Linked DNA regions of Xenopus tropicalis: region 1 is linked to region 2. The links are chromatin contacts, called in public Hi-C maps. All regions are on one chromosome and are shown on one strand. The core of a region is the stretch at or near the end of the contact, and the rest is flanking DNA. Distances in the headings are between cores, read along the strand shown. Region 1 overlaps nfib (nuclear factor I B). Region 2 overlaps nfib (nuclear factor I B).

Evidence for each region. A called contact is a pair of places that touch in the nucleus more often than the background predicts.
Region 1: a Hi-C map of gastrula embryo shows a contact between it and region 2, with 2.0 times the contacts expected there. The contact joins two enhancer-like sites. A contact is called at or near these places in 2 of 5 Hi-C or Micro-C datasets (brain and gastrula embryo).

What each region holds. Positions count from the first base shown.
Region 1 is chr1:124,455,014-124,460,049 of UCB_Xtro_10.0, reverse strand. nfib (nuclear factor I B) reads right to left here. Exons shown (of 12, transcript NM_001097167.1): 3 at 3,007-3,060. Among named protein-coding and RNA genes, the nearest start is that of nfib, 81 kb to the right of the region's middle. Within about 2 kb of position 2,944, at least 1 of the 11 cell types and tissues checked has an H3K27ac peak or open chromatin away from gene starts, as enhancers often do. A contact at or near this core is called in gastrula embryo, where this site is marked.
Region 2 is chr1:124,387,170-124,392,593 of UCB_Xtro_10.0, reverse strand. All of the region lies in intron 2 of nfib (nuclear factor I B), which reads right to left. Among named protein-coding and RNA genes, the nearest start is that of nfib, 13 kb to the right of the region's middle. Within about 2 kb of position 1,338, at least 1 of the 11 cell types and tissues checked has an H3K27ac peak or open chromatin away from gene starts, as enhancers often do. A contact at or near this core is called in gastrula embryo, where this site is marked.

The DNA.
Region 1 (5,036 bases), core at 1,695-4,194, 66 kb before region 2:
ATGTTACATATATATATATATATATATATATATATTGGCAAGTAAGAGGGCATGGTGTTTTATGAACTTCCATATCAGACATGCCAATCAATACAATTTAACTTCCATGTGCTCTTTGGCCACTCCTTGACCAAGCCTATTATGCCCATGATCAAACCCTGACCATGCCAGTTAAGCCTATGATCACACCCCAAATTGCACCCTGCCTGTCCCTGAAGATTTTGGGTGCGTTGCAATGCGAAGGGGGGGGGGAGGGGGTAAGCTACACCTTGCGTGAAAAATACTGGGAGTGGGTGACCAGGTTGTTGCTGCAGGTGAAAGAGCAGAGAGGCAAATAATGGTGACTCCTGAAGGATCTGTGTGAGCTGAATTGAATCTATTATTTGAGTATAAGCCATTAAACCTTTTCTTTAAAAGAAGCTCATAGTCTGCTAAACTAATAGGAACAACAACAGACTAAGCTGTAATTACACACTTATAAGAGGTTTAGATTTAGGACTGATAGATAACAAGGATGAAAAGACTAGTTCTGAACTTATTTAAAAATTATTTTCTATTCAAACTCTTATTTCAGTGTGTGCCTGCCTCATTTGAAGTAGTAAGCTGGTTTATTACAAAACACAGAAGGATCAGTAGACAGACCAGTTTCCCTTTGTTCCTTTCACTTACACTTACTATTTCTTCATCTCTAAAATAAACATATTTCCAGACATTTTTTAAACATTAAGCCATTTAAGCCTACTGCCTCTGATGGCCCGTTCAAACTTCATGGTGTCGTTTGGAATGAAATAAGCAAACAAATAAAGTTTGCGATAAATGACCAGGTCCTTTAATCTCACAAAAATTGAAAATCTGAGAAATGTATCTTGTTATTTATTTGGGATATTTACTAATTAAAGCTTCCTATGAGTGACTTTTTGTATGTAAACCTTTGGTTTAGAACTCACAGCAGCCAAATTGCAGCTGATTCAGTGGCCTGCTGGAGATAATGGTAGCACCAAAGGTTCAAAACAAATGGGGACTATTCAACTATTCCTATGTGTAATTCTCAAATTTTCACATTTTTAATGGCAGGGAAGAGTGGTAAGTGATGTGTTCTCTAGTGCTTGTATAAGACCCTGGTGTGAAATGCATTAGCAGAATCACCTGGGATCCTGCAAATGAACTCTAATAAGCTTATTAACATTCATGCATGCAAGATATCTCACCTGCGTGCACAATTATGTAAATTAGCTTCAGTGATTATCCCACCCCTCATGCAGAAAAGAATGATGAATGGGGTAGGAAAGCAACAGAAAGGCAGGCCACCATTCCGATAAAAAGGAAGAGGTTTGCCCTTTAATCATTAAAAGTGGGTCAGTTTATTATGGATATTAAAAAAATTGAGAAGTTCATTTAGAAGCTTAAACAAATCTGTTGGGTTTTACTTGTTTTTTCACATTTGGGCCAATAATAAGACATAGGACACCTGAAGTCACCATCTAGAAATTATAATTGTGAATTCTGCATGCAAACAACCCTTGCCCTTCTTTGATATCTTTTGTTAAAGACAGTAGAATGGATACTAACCCTATAGCCTTCATTCTAACCTTAGCTCAGCTGACTTTTTGAAAAAGAGTCTTCTGAAATAGAATACCCCTATCTACTACCTTTTTTTAACTTACACCATTTGCAAGAAACAGACATTAGCAAATTAACATCCAAAAAGAGCTTGCCACGTATTTTTCCTCAGAAGGAAATACATCCTTTCAGACAAAAAGGCAATCAATCAGTCTCTGGATAAAATAGTACAATTACCTGAAGAAGAGAATTTCAAGAGAATTTGAGAACTTCATAGCTCTCACTAAAAGAAATTAAATTCTCTTTTTGACCTCAAGGAATGCTCTTGTATCCTCTAGAATCAAGACATCTTGAGTTGTTCTGGAGTTAGATCTTGGCCAATTATTTCCAGATGGGGTAATCTGGGCATCAGTTTGAGGGAAATGCATCAGAAAGCCTAGGCAATATCCAGATGTGATGCATCTATATTATCGGTTTTTTTTTTTTTGCATATCTGACTTACTGGTAGTTAGATATCCTTTCCTTTGGTCACACTATCTAGAATGTATCATTGTAAGATACTGTTCCTGAAACCTGTAAAGGTGGCCATACACGTGGCGATCCGAGGATGTTTCGTACGACCATCGGTCGCACGAAACATCGTAAGATCCGCCACACACCATTCAGGGCTGAATCGGCAGGTAAGGAGGTAGAAACAATAGGATTTCTACCTCCTTCTGCCGATTCAGCTCTGAAGGGAGAATTTTGGTCAGGCGCCTTCTATGGCGCCCGATCAAAATTTTCAAACTTGTCCGATCGGCGAGTCGTCCGATATCGGCAGCTTCCTGCGATATCGGTCGACTCGCCGACATGCCATACACGCACCGATTATGGTACGAAACGAGGTTTCGTACGATAATATCGGTGCGTGTATGGCCACCTTAAGTTTATCACTTCCCACATACTCACAAGCTGGATCCGATGATATTCTGATATTTCTTATACTTTCCTTATTGGTCCTTTTACACACATTGTTTTGCATACTGGCAACTATTCATTTGTTTATAAACTCCATGTTTATCTCTAAATGATACATTGTAGAATGTATTTCTCTCTATCAATCTATTCTATATCTATTCTTCTATCTATCTATCTATCTATCTATCTATCTATCTATGTTTCATCAATACATATGTGGTATAGAGGAATCAGTACTTTAATTTGTGTTCTACACAGCTTTCACTTCTTGCCCTGTTTCAGAATATGCAGAGATTAACTGAATATTAATGAAGTTGCAGTTAAAGCATTTGCTACAATAAAGAGGTAACATAATCACTGCTTGTGCTGATTATACCCATTGCCTATGCAAAGCAGATTGCTGACCAATTATACACTTTTAAGCTATCACAGTAGCACCTTTGTTCTCTGACATTGTTAGAATGTAAATTTTCCGGGGGTTATATTTACCTGGTGGATTCTTGGCAGGATCATTGTGGCTTGGACTTCCTGATTGTCCAGGATCTGTAAAGAAAATCAGAGTGAAAGGTAAGTGTTTTTGTGTTGCAAGCATTAAAAGTTTTTTACAATGCTGATGAACTGTCGAAAGTAGACGAACAGACGCAAGCTCCCTTGTTTCACTAGACAAATGTGCGGAATAGATTTCTAGGTACAGATGAGTTGATTACATTGTGCAAGAAGCTTTGCATAATTAGACTTTCACATTAATTACTCTTTCACATAGCACAATACAAACCTCTAATTGAATCTAAAAAAGAAGGAGTAAAACATAGAAAAGAAAAAGAATGGCGAGAGAACTAAAGACATGCTGACAATTCTGAAATTCTGTTTCTGAGTGTCTTGAACAGCACTAGAAGTTTACTGCTTCAATAAAACCCTTTTTGAAATATTTAGTGCCCGTATGATTTATCAGTTCAGGCAGCAGCAGCAGAATGATATAATGAAAAGTCCAACTTTGCTGTCTAAACTCCAGGTGCACCAGAAGTAAATATGTACCCTAGATGCATGAAGGCATAAGGGTGTTTGTTTTGCTGAAGTTCATTAAAAACATCCTAAGTGTTTCTATTCTTAACTCAGTGAGCTTCTAAAAACAGCTACAACACCAGTGCTAGTGGCCATGGTGTCAGGAACTTATTGAATGATTTGTTTGCTCCATTAAAAGGGTATGTCTCATTTGTCAACCCTCCAACTGTTGAACCATAGATTGAAACCAAACATAGGGGATGCTATGTAACCTACATGCTAACATTCCTGCTACAATTATATAATGTAAAATGTTTCCAACATTAAAGCCAAATGTCTAATATCTAGTTCCATACAATACCCGTTCCTGTGGGAGCTACAAAAGATTGGTTTACCAATGTTAATAGGGTTTGGAGCCAATTATAGTTTTCCAATAACATCACTATTGAACACAGATATATGAATGTTTTGACATTAACAGATTTCTTGGTCTACTCAGCAGTGGTTGGGCAGGGATGGGCATCCTTAATCTGTGGTTTGAATACAGAGACTAAGCTGCCTTGTGGCCTGGGCATCTCCACCTGCCAGTTTATGGAATGACAGAGCTGTCAGCTGTGGAAGTGAGCCTGCATGTGTGTCTGCGTACGTGCTAAGGGAAGGGCACAAGGGAGGAAACCATCTGCCTATGCTGGGCAGTCATTCATTGCTGGATTTAACAGCTGCAGAATAGGAGTGCCCAGAAGGACAGAATTGAGTAGTGTGAGTTAGACAGAGACTATGCGCCCAGGAGTTGGCACTGCCTACCATTTTTCCCAGGGAATAAAGACTCTCTCCAGATGTCTGTGTGGCACAAAAATAAGGAATGCAGATTTCCTTGTGGCAAATTAAGAGAGGGCAAGGGGGCCAATGTGCGATTAACCACTTCAATGCAAAATTAATACTCAGCAAAAGTGGCTTGCATTATTTTAAAATAACATACAAGCTCTTGTGTCTTTTTACATGCTACAATTGTGTACAAATTGTATGCTATTGTACTGCCTAAATCTTCTATGGCTAGAGAGGATGGACATCTGCTTTTAAATTAAGCTTATTAAGACATATTGATAAGTGTAGGTCTTTTTTCTAATTATTATTGTAGTGCATTTATATATCAGCACATTTTTTAGAGGCTACTGTAAAACAGACAGATAAATAAAGCAAACTAATAACAGACCAGTGGTCACATAGACTTGTTTACAATATCCTAATTAAATGTATACATACTCATTATATCACCTTTGTTTTTCCAATTTGCAGTCTATAAACCAGGTTGCAATTCTGGTAATAACGCACCAATGTGCTCTTTGCTTAAAGCAGGTGGTAAACTAAAATGTGTAGAAAACATATTTTCTAAATACATACAAAAAAAGTTCTAAGCTATGTTAGATAAAATCCATTCTTACATATTGCACAAATTAGTTGATAGTTAAAAGTAACCTTAAATTACTTTTACTTATAGATTTTAATGACCTTTATCA
Region 2 (5,424 bases), core at 89-2,588:
TTTAAACATTGGCTATCTCATCTGTATTTAGCACTCCCAAAATACGTAATACAGAATATGTAAATATTGGGTACCTCATCTGTGATTAGGGATTCCCAAGTGATTAGGGTATTGGATAGGACTATCTTTGCCCAGATGGTAAACTTCCTAGTACTGGCAGACGCGGCTTTGTACTTAACTCTGAATGGTAAATGGGTTCTTTGTCTACTCTGAACCCCCCTGTATATGGGTGCTGATATGATAGCTGTTATCTAGGCAGTTGCCATATTTTTTTTTTTATTACAAATGTAACCCTACTTGAAATCAGTGTTTTGAAAGAAATACAGTACCAACAGACAGCACAAAATGCTTCTGATAAAAAGCATATTTGCACAGACTACCAGTAGAGAAGGACACATTTTCTTTATGACCTGGGGTTAGTGCTTGTGCATATCACAAATCAGTTTATAATAGTGTGACCTGACAAATTTACTCATATATTTCATTACATATAATTGGATTATACTGTTATAATCGGGACCAAATATAATATAATTTGCAGCACTTGTAGTTCCTCTAGGTGATGTGTACAGCTAATTAAATTACCACTTAAGAAAAGTAATTGATTGCTTAATTACTTAACAGGTCCCACAGTTGTCATGATAAAAGGTGAAATTAAAATCAGCTATTAGCATCTACAAATAAAGGGATCTTTTATATTTTGTCACTGCCTTTGTATTTTTTTGGTTTCTATTTTAAAATGTTAACCAATGCTAAAATTATTATTATTATTATTACTAACATTTATTTATAAAGCGCCAACATATTCCGCAGCGCTGTACAATAAGTGGGTTTCATTCATTGGACATACAGAGTAACATATAAAGCAATCAATAACCGATACAAGAGGTGAAGAGAGGCCTGCCCAAAAGAGCTTACAATCTACAAGTAATTGCATTCTCTTCGCCTTTTACTTTGCTTTAAAGACGTCTACCATTTTGGGCAATTTTCAGTCAATTTTGCTCAAAAGTGGCATTTGAGTAGACCTAAAATGTACCAACTTCCTCACTGAAAGCTGTAAAGAATTAATTATGGTTACATATAGGGAGGTTGACAACATGCTTAATAAATATTATTACAGACTTTTAACATTTTCTGTATGGATGTCCAATCTACAGCCCTATAGTTGTTGCTAAACTATATTTTTCAGTACTCCATATCTGACTCCCTAACCTGCATGACCTGCACCTCTCGTGAATACAGCAGTAACAAATACAGGCAGAAAGCACAGGTCCTTAGCTGCATCTGTGAGTGCTTATCCACAAGGCAGGGTTCAAAGTGTTTCTCACCTACAGTAATGTCAGCACTCTACATGCTGTGCAGCTACAGATAACATTGCCTTCTTTTGAGCAAGATAAGAAATACACCATATATCAGCAAGAAGGACAAGTAAAATAAAACTAGTTACCATTATTCTAAGCATACAAGATGACAAAAAGTGCAAATAAGTTAGATGACAAATTTTCAAAAACAATATTAATTCATTATATTCTTGTCTTCTATATGTCAACATCATAATGTATATATTATTGGTATTAAGCTTGTTAAAACCTGTTCTGTTGCAATCAACCTTATATGGTTTTAATCAGTGGATGTGTCCTACATTGTTGTAAAATGTTGTAAAATTATTACTGTATTTAGATGGGTGGGTCGTGTAGGTCACATTATTTTTGACTACCATGAGTAATTAAAATGAAAGTCTGCTAAATTCTGTTTTGTAAAACACATTAATGTAAAATGTATGGCTGCGCACCTTTTCCCACTGATGACCATCTTTAATTTTTATTATAAATGATGTTTTTTGAGGGTGTGTGCTGGGGTGGAATCTTGTCAACTTCAACATTTTTTAAGGGGGTTCATAGATAAAGAGTTGGAAAAAGCAGTGTGCTAACTGGATAAAAACAGATATTTAATACATAATATCAAAATGTGAGTTTAGAGCTTAATACACAAAATCTCACACACGTTCTATTCATTCCTCTGGGATTTATCAGGTGTATTTATCAAATGGTAAACTCTCTTGTTCAATATGATCCTAAAAATCCCATAGGAATATAACATGGGTGAGTTTTATGTATTAAACTCTAAACTCACACTTTAACAAATCTGCCCCTTACTACGTTAAAAAGTGCTTCCAGGAATGCAAAGTTGGAAAGTGCATACTTTCTAATCTCTTTGGAACACCATGGTTTAATTTTAACAGTGAATTCTAGAATTAATCACTGTGAAATTAAGTGATTGCATGAAGAGAAGTAAAGAAAAACTAGAAAACTGCATACAAGAGAGTAAAACCTCTAAACTGTGCAACTATGTTTTTAGGTTAAAATGTTGCCCTTTATCATAGGCCTACACATAGCATTAAGAAAAGAAGGTTAATTGGATCTAGGTAAAACCAGTAAAATGAATTTGAATGTAATCAAATTTTCCTTTTAATTTGCTTTATTTGTTTTTTGGTAAGAGATACAAAGCAGATGGTTAATTCAAGGTACCGCTGGACACACATGCAAACCTGAAGCATAAAATATTTTTTGTAAACGGACAGTACACTCTGTTGAGCAGCAGAATTTTAATGAATAGAAATTTTTTGACTATTTTTTAAATTTTGAAAAACTATATTTTTTTCATTTCTTGAGCTAAACAGGGCAAACAGGAAAACCCCAGGCCCCACCTCCTGGTTCTTGCGAGCAATTCTGAGAGAAGGAGAAGGCAGTTAGTCAGATTAACATTGAAGGTAAACACCCTGCATAAAGTAATTTTGGTCATCTGTAAGCCAGAACAAAAAGTGAAACCGAGGGGGTTGGTTATACACAGCTCTTAATCTATATTTAAATAAACAGAAATAAGTACAGAGAGCGGGGATGCAGCATGCAGAACCAAAACAAGGATCAATGATAAATATGGATTTTTCACCACCCACCCCACCCTTGTTAAAAGTAATGACTTTAGCCAGATTGTATTTTATTATTACTAACTCATTCTACACTTTCACTGTCTTTAAAAAATCTGAAGATTTTCATTTATGCATATAATTTTTATCGAGCATTCAACCCTATGGCCCTGGTTTAAATGCAAGCAAAAGGCAAGTTCAGATTTGCTTTTTTCCTCTCCCTGCAGATAATAAAACATATGTTTTGAAGTATAAATACATTCACAACAGGCAATATCTGTAAATTGCCACCTTTAACAGTTATCTAAAGGTACATTTCAAGTAATGCAGCCTGATTAACCTCATTGAGGATTTTGCAGATGCAATGGTAATTCCTAAGCAACAACCGCTGAGGAGAAAGCAATATTTTATCTGAAAGCAAATGTGCACAATCATCTGCTTCATGGAGATATATGCAGTATATATACTACTGTGAAACCCATAACACTTTACATTTATGTTGATAGAGAAACATAAATGGATACATAAACATTTAGAGACAGATAGATAGTAGATTAGATAGATAGATAGATAGATAGATAGATAGATAGATAGATAGATAGATAGATAGATGATAGATAGATAGATAGATAGATAGATAGATAGATAGATAGATAGAGATAGATAGATAGATAGATAGATAGATAGATAGATAGATAGATAGATAGATAGATAGAGATAGATAGATAGATAGATAGATAGATAGATATGCAGACAGATTGGCAGACTGAGCACTTTTAATTATAAGGGCACACTTTTCATAAATATACAGAAACAGTAAAAGAAAAAGGATTAAAAATGTTGCTTTCTTGATACAAACAAGCGAAACAGCTTTCATTCTGTGATTGTCAAAATTTTTACAATTTGCCCACTGCAATGCGGATGCCAACCAACGAATCAAAGGCATGCAGAATGTAGACAAAGAGGGGCCGATGCCAACCTCGGTGCCAGTGGCAACCATTATTGGCATCACGCAGATTCTCTGCCTTTTTTGTACTCTTGGCACTTGACAAACAAAATGGCGGATCTTGTAGAAACAGTCCACAGCAGAAGCAAAAAAAAAAAAAAACTACAGGGACTGATTTTAGATCCCAAGTGAAAGTGATTTTTTTTTTTTTTTGTGACTAGTGATGCTTTAGGCTATGTGCTATAAGATCATTTGTACAGAAACAAAATGTACATATGTCTGTTAAAATCAGAGCTAAATATGATACTAATTAAAATAATGTCAGTATATAAATACAATACGCATGAAGACTTTACATATATGAGCTCACACATCTCCAGCTATAAGGGCAGTATCGCTTTAGAGTAATAGCAAGAGAATTTTGAGACCTCAAATGTAACTGTCTTTGCACTGAATTTTGGTCCACTGCCCTTAAATTTTAATTCTGTAAAGAGAACACATGCTTGTGATTTAACCCCTTCACTCCATGACAGGCTTGCTCATGGCAGTGAAGAAGTTAAAAAAGACACAGCGTTATTAAAAGAAAATAGAATAAAAATAGAAAAATGTTATATATTTTTCAGAACCACAGTAAAAAATCACCCCCTTTTAAATCCTGAATATATGGGGATCAGCAAGCCAATAGATATTAAAGGAAAAATGCAGATTATTGACTTTGCTATTTCTGGAAATTGTCAATATATTGAAGCATCGCTCAACACTGCAATGCGGATGCCAACCAACGAATCACGGGCCTTCTGAGCAAAACAAAGAGGGGTTCATGCCAATCCTAATGCCACTGCCAACCAACACTGGCATTCAAGCAAATCTTCCCTTTTTTCCTTAGTGCAATCTACAGAAAACATGCCTCTCGCTTGGCTGTCGGCAGGTTTTCAGGGAATCATGCTGATTTTCTCCCTCTAATTTTCTCGCACAATGTAAAATAAACTGCAAAAAAGTTTCTTTTAAATATTTTGCTGGGTTTTTTTAGACATCTTTTGATCCTTATAAACAATGTACAAATATTGCCGTGAAATATTTATGGTTATGCCTGTTACAATTTACAACAACAACAACATATAGCAAGCAAAAATAAATATATGTTTAAAGAAGAGTTGGTTGCGGTTGATTTCCTAAAATTTAACATGCAACCTTTACCTGCCTTTATGCATTTGTTTTGTTTGCATGGGGCACCACTAATAACATGGCATTTGTTGTTTATTAAATATAACAATATAAGTAAAAGCTGTTTATATCACAGTCTTTATAGAATGTGAGTAGGAAACACCTTTCTATAGGTTAGTAGAACTCTGCAGGCCTCTTGTACCTTGAAGTATTAAGAATTTTTTTTTACTATAAATTAACTAATGATAGTATCTTGTCTCAATCACATAAAACCTCAGGTCTAACTATTTGTTCTGTACTTTTATATGTTGTCAGAGTGGTGAGTTTACAATCACGCAGGCAATGTGTGGGTTAAATTGGATAGACCAGCTTTGCTGCAAATGTGTGC